2 separate regions of the Sus scrofa genome follow, and region 1 is linked to region 2. Evidence: chromatin contacts called from public Hi-C data. All regions are on one chromosome and are shown on one strand. The core of a region is the stretch at or near the end of the contact, and the rest is flanking DNA. Distances in the headings are between cores, read along the strand shown. Region 1 overlaps MDH1 (malate dehydrogenase 1, NAD (soluble)). Region 2 overlaps UGP2 (UDP-glucose pyrophosphorylase 2).

The links. Hi-C and Micro-C count contacts between places; a contact is called where the count stands out from the background.
Region 1: a Hi-C map of liver shows a contact between it and region 2, with 1.6 times the contacts expected there. The contact joins two enhancer-like sites. A contact is called at or near these places in 2 of 5 promoter capture datasets (fetal liver and liver), 1 of 47 Hi-C or Micro-C datasets (liver) and 1 of 2 datasets of contacts at active chromatin or transcription factors (skeletal muscle).

The regions. Positions count from the first base shown.
Region 1 is chr3:78,247,063-78,249,987 of Sscrofa11.1, reverse strand. It overlaps MDH1 (malate dehydrogenase 1, NAD (soluble)), which reads left to right. Exons shown (of 8, transcript NM_213874.1): 5 at 688-864; 6 at 1,327-1,440; 7 at 1,993-2,082; 8 at 2,634-2,759. The coding sequence ends at 2,759. Among named protein-coding and RNA genes, the nearest start is that of MDH1, 15 kb to the left of the region's middle. Within about 2 kb of position 1,302, at least 4 of the 83 cell types and tissues checked have an H3K27ac peak or open chromatin away from gene starts, as enhancers often do. A contact at or near this core is called in liver, where this site is marked.
Region 2 is chr3:78,019,805-78,023,132 of Sscrofa11.1, reverse strand. All of the region lies in intron 1 of UGP2 (UDP-glucose pyrophosphorylase 2), which reads left to right. Among named protein-coding and RNA genes, the nearest start is that of UGP2, 9.2 kb to the left of the region's middle. Within about 2 kb of position 1,707, at least 13 of the 83 cell types and tissues checked have an H3K27ac peak or open chromatin away from gene starts, as enhancers often do. A contact at or near this core is called in liver, where this site is marked.

The DNA.
Region 1 (2,925 bases), core at 53-2,552, 230 kb before region 2:
ACATAACATAATTGATGTTCATGTGACTACCAGCCATACAGGATCCTAAAGTGCTTTCTGAACCTACCACTAGAGGTTGTTACTTCTGTTATAATTTTAGTATCATATGCATGTTATATTTGAATCTTCAGTTTTCTAATTTTTAAAATGAGAACAGCCATTCTTTGGTATCTGAGTCCTTTACAACTCAAAAATTTCATATTTAGTATAATTTGAAAATTATTTATTTTTATATACAGATAGATTAAAAGCCTCACCTAAATAAGGAGAAATTATCTAAATATCTGATTGCTCAGAAATGCTGAGGAGACATCTCCAAATATCAACAATAAAGCAAAGTCACATTGACATATTCAAGCAATATTAACCTCTTTCTTGGGGTTTTATATTTGATAAACCCAATGTACAAAGAAGTTATTACAAACTGTAAGGTGCTCTCTACTCTTAAATGTTATTTCCTGTAGTGTTTCAGGCTCAGATTTTGTTTACACTATTAAACCATTTGGGGAAGTGAAGCAAAAAATTTTGTGGGGTTTTGTTTTTGTTTGTTTTTTACAAATCAGTATAACTCTTTGTGTTCTCTTAATGTTTCAGAGGCTTTTTATCTTAAGGCAATTTGTCAAACAGGTCACAATTTGAAGTTAAAAAAATTTATCTTTGGAATATACTTGTTTTCTCTTGAACTAGATTGCTCTCAAACTTGGTGTGACTTCTGATGATGTCAAGAATGTCATCATCTGGGGAAACCATTCCTCAACTCAGTATCCAGATGTCAACCATGCCAAGGTGAAACTGCAGGCAAAGGAAGTTGGTGTTTATGAAGCTGTGAAGGATGACAGCTGGCTCAAGGGAGAGTTCATCACGGTGAGAAAAATCCAGGAGCGCTCTTCACAGCCAAACATCAAGAACTCTTAAGAGACACACACCACCTTACTGACCTGGGTGTCTCTCTAAGGGTGGTGGGAGGAAACTCAAGGACAGCATCCTTTGATGAGTGCATATTTCTTTTGGGGATCATACTAAGCCAGTCATAATTCAGTCTGATCTGTTGTGTAGCCATCAAGATTGATTGTTAAAGTGAGAAAAAACTAAATCACCTCCAGTCATTCAGCTGTCTTACAGAGATCCATTTCTTTGTATGAAGTGTGGTAAACTTTCTTTGAGGATTTGCAGTTTTCCTTTTCAGGAGGACTGGCGTTTACAACTGAAATAGATTAAAAAGGCTGACATAGGGTAGTTGCCTGACCTCGGAGGGGACACATTAAGCTGTGGTTTGCAGTCTTTCACCCCAGGAGTAATACTTCTCTCTCTGCCTGCCCCACCCAGACTGTGCAGCAGCGCGGTGCTGCTGTCATCAAGGCTCGAAAACTGTCCAGTGCAATGTCTGCGGCAAAAGCCATTTGTGACCATGTCAGAGACATCTGGTTTGGAACCCCAGAGGTGAGGACGCAGTGATTTGCACAGGCCACTCTATTTTTGTTTTCTGATTCCATAATGTAAAAAACAGAAACAAACATAGCCTTGCAGTCAGGCAGGTTAGGTTCATATCCCAGCTCAGTTGCTGGCTGGCCGAGTAACCTTGGAAAAGTTGCTTAACCTTTCTGAGCTGTTTCATCATCTTTTACATGGCATTTACTTCACAGGGTTTTGAGGGTAATGAGATGTTTTGTGGAAATCACCCAGTACACACAGTTGAGGGGACATTTTTCTTAAAGCCTCTATTGGGCCATAGCTCCTCTGTTTATAAGATGAGGGTTATATTTCTCTGGCCTGCTTCACACATAGATCAGAAGAGTAGAATGAGATAATAACCATGAAAGTTGCCCTGTGTGTAAGTGCCTGGTGATGGTTCCTTATTACAGCAATGAAGTTATTATGCACATATTAAGAACCTGTCATCTGGTTTACTTTTGTTAGTTCATCTGTCAGTTGGTTATGTAAACTAATCCCTTAGCCATGAGAATGTAAAACATTGCTTGTAATTATTTTTAGGGAGAGTTTGTGTCCATGGGCATTATCTCTGATGGCAACTCCTATGGTGTTCCTGATGATCTGCTCTACTCATTCCCTGTTACAATCAAGGTGAGGTATTTGAGGTTATTTTCCTCCGTCCCTGTGGGGAAAGTAATTGTGTATTTTTATGAATAATGGTATGATTTAGTCTAGAAGGTTGTTCCTTTATTAGATATTTTCCTCAGTTTTAAAATCATGTGAATCATAACTTCAGGTCACTAAAATATTGAAATTAATCTGGAAAGCAACTTTCAACTCTTCTGACTAGATATATGTTGTTATTATGACTCTAATACTGGACACCAACAAGTATTCGCTTACTTTGAAATGAAGCAGTGGTTCTCATGGTTGCTCTGTATTGTATCTTTACTGAAGTCAGTAGTTTTTTATGTTTGCTAAGTAAAGCCTCATTTAAAGATTTTTTTCTAGATTCAATGAATTTCAAATTCAAATGTTGAGTTTTTATTGGAAATATCTGTTAAGATCTGGATTTTGATTTGCATCTTTAGAATCAGATTTTAAAACATACTTCTGGATTAAGTTCAAACTAAGTTGTTGCTTGCTGGAATATCAATTCTAGTTTAATTATAAATCTCTCATCTGTAATTATTTTCAAACAGGATAAGACCTGGAAAATTGTTGAAGGTCTCCCTATTAATGATTTCTCTCGTGAGAAGATGGACCTCACTGCAAAGGAACTAGCAGAAGAAAAAGAAACTGCATTTGAATTTCTTTCCTCTGCCTGATTAAACAATCATTTCAATGTTACTAAATGCCCCAAAGCTGAAAAATCTAAATGTCCTTTTTGACCCTAGTACCAAATAATAATAATGCTATCCTTAAATTACTAGTGAAAAATAACACACTTTAAAGATTGTGTGCTTCTTGGTACAAATTTGTGACAGTTTATCA
Region 2 (3,328 bases), core at 458-2,957:
TTTTCACCTCATACAATAACCTCACTTAATAGACATATTTGGGTTTTGCTGGTTTTCATTCAGATTTGGTGCCATATAACCTGAAGGTAGTAAACCATGTAAATGCACTTTAGCAGAGGAAGGGGAGAACTTCCTCCAGGAAAGAGAGGCTAGGCACCAGGCTGCAGGTTTTGGATTCCTGCTTGGCACTGCCACCATGTCCTTAGGCAAGGCAGCATTTCTAGGCCCCTGTTTCATCTCCAAGATAAAGGAATTAGCCTCACGACCTTAAAACCCTTTCCAAGGTTAAAACTTTATCTAGGAGTTCCCTCGTGGCCCAAATTAAGCGATGCCTCTGGTGTGTCTCTGGTTTGATCCCTGGTCTGGGAACATGTGTATGCCTGTCATTTTCCACATTTTTTCTCAATTAAGCTAAATTTATGTATTTAAGTTGCCCAATTTTGTTTAATCTCTAAAGTTAGTGAAAACATGGTGACATTTATACATGATAATAAAAAGTGAAAGGAAATTTAGAGGTCATTTTGTCTAGACTGCCTACCAGTTTGGAATTCCTTTGACCACATCCCTGATATTTGGTAATAAATCAGCCTCTGCTAGAGATTTCAAGTACTCAAGACACTGTCCATACTTTTCTTAACCTTGCTACTCTGTGACCGTAATCATGGCGATTGAACAAAGTCTTTGGCCTTCCCAGGTAGACTCCACTAGACTGGACTCTACCTTCTTTATCTATATCCAGCACAGAACTGTATCATAATAAGCTCTTACTCATTAATTTAATAAATTTAGTTGAGGACCTACTATGTTTCAAGCTCTGTTTTACAAATACAGTGAGAATAGTAGCAGTGAACAAATAGATATGATATATTCTTGAGTATCACTGGGCAAGATACACATTGAATAAATTTTAGAAAATATAAGAAGAGGTTCAAGGATCTACCACATGAGTGTGTTAATGGGCAATCTTGCTTAGTTTCAAAAGATTTCTAGGAGGAGATTACATTTTAACTGAACAGTGACAGATGATATATTAGCGTCTGGTCAAACCACTAATATGAGAAGTGAGGTCTTGATCTTCAGTTTATTTACATATTATCAGATGCCTGTACTGTGCCAGGTGTTGAGGTAGGTGTTTGGAAAAAAAGTTGAGTAACATTGTATGGCTTGTGCCCTTAAAGTGTTGCAGACAAACATCTCAGCAAAGAATTAAAGTTTCGGGGTGTTTGATATGTGTTTGAAATAGTGCAGATTAAAACCTCCACAGAGTGGAATTGTGGTAGAAAGGAAGGCTTCCTAGAATGTTCAGGAGCTACCACCTAGAGCATTGGGAATGCCATCCCACAGTAGCAGCCGCTGTTGAAGTCACAGAGTTTGAGCTTTTGGGGACTGAGGGATCGGGGAGGTTTCCCTGGTGTGGAGTGATTCTCATGATTTTGGAATTCACAACTGGGCCTTTAATTTCTATTTTCTCATTTCTGCCTACCCTTCTCTAAAAATGTCAGATGACACTTTTATATGTGTTTTGGAACAATCTTATAATAGTCATCGTGCTTTTAATTTCATAGAACAGAAAAATACCAACTCAATTGGCTTAAAAAATGTAAGACTTGTATCACATGAAATCTTGAAGGAGGAAGTTCCCCAGGGTTGGTTAATTGAGTACAAAGGCTGCATCAGTCTTTTCTTCCTTTTGCTTTCTTAAGCATGTTTGCTTCATTCGTGGGTCCGCTTCCTTCAAGGTCACTAAATGGCAGAAGAAACTGAAGGTGAGGGGTGGACACATAGGCATTATGTGCAGGGGTGGAAAAGGTACTATTTCTTCTTAGGTGTCTACTTTTTCAGTGAGGAATACTTTTATCCAAGTCTTTTAAAGGGCAGACTATATCCCTGTTGCTCACTAGCCAGAATCATATTATGTTTCCCAATCCCTGGGAAAGCTTTAGACCATTCTGGGCCTGGCGCCATCTCTGAAGCACATGGCCTTGGGGCAGAGAATAGCATTGGGGTAGGAAGAAGATCGATGCACATACTCAGATAAATGGAGTATAATAATCTATATCAGAGCTACTCAAGGCAATACTGGCAGCATTCACTTATTAGAAATGGCATATTCTCCTCACTCCAGGCCCACTGAGTCAGAATCTTTGGGAGCTTGCCCAGAAATTTGTATTTTTTTTTTTTTTGTCTTTTTGCTATTTCTTGGGCCGCTCCCACGGCATATGGAGGTTCCCAGGCTAGGGGTCAAATCGGAGCTGTAGCTGCCGGCCTACGCCAGAGCTACAGCAACACGGGATCCGAGCCGCGTCTGCAACCTACACCACAGCTCATGGCAACGCCGGATCGTTAACCCTCTGAGCAAGCGCAGGGACCGAACCCTCGACCTCGTGATTCCTAGTAGGATTCGTTAACCACTGCGCCACGACAGGAACTCCCAGAAATTTGTATTTTAACAAGCACTCTAGGTGATTTGTGTGCATATTAAAGTTTTAGTAGTACTGTGAAGATGTCACAAATGAAGTAGGAACTTGCAGCCTTTAGGCATTCTGCTTTATCACTTTCGTTAGTTTTGGTGACTCAAAAAAGTACTTCACCTTGGCTTTTAAGATTTGCCTGCCTAAGGAATTTGTATTTATTCTCCATCAAGTGAGAGTCCCATCAAATGATGGAAGAGAAGTGCTGTGGTTATACAGTTATAGCTTAGGGGAATGAATCTCTTTGCTTGGTACCACCAGATAAGAGTGACAGATGGGCAGTCTAGTTAGAAAGCTGTCATGATGACCAGGAGAGTGAAAATGAGAGAGAAATTAAGGTAGCAGCAATGGGAACTGAAAGCAGTGAGTGGAATTGTGGCGATTCAATTCAGAAGTTTAGTAGTGGATTGGATGTAATGTGAGGGGAAAAGAGGGAAGAGCCAACTGTGACTGAGATTTCTAGGTCACCTAGGAGTGACTAGAATGTTAATGACATGGGGAGCAGGGTGGGGCAGGGAGATATATTTAGTTTAGAGGAAGAGTTTTGTTTTGGACATGCTGAGTTTGAGGTACCCAGCTGGGTATCTAGGTGCAAAAGTCTAGGAGGCTGTAGGGAATGTGAGCCTGGAGCTCAGGGGAAAAAAAGGTCCGGATGAGAGGCACATATTTGTGAGTTATCAGTAAGGAGAATAATTGAGGAGGAAAATGGTCTGGGGACAGAATTTTAGGAAACCCAAGGAGTAGGAGAATAAAGGAAGAGCCAGTTATGGAAACTGAGGCATGATTGGAGAGGTAGAAGAGGTAGGATAATATTGGATATCTGAATCTAAAGAAGAACTTTTCTAGGAGCGTTATTC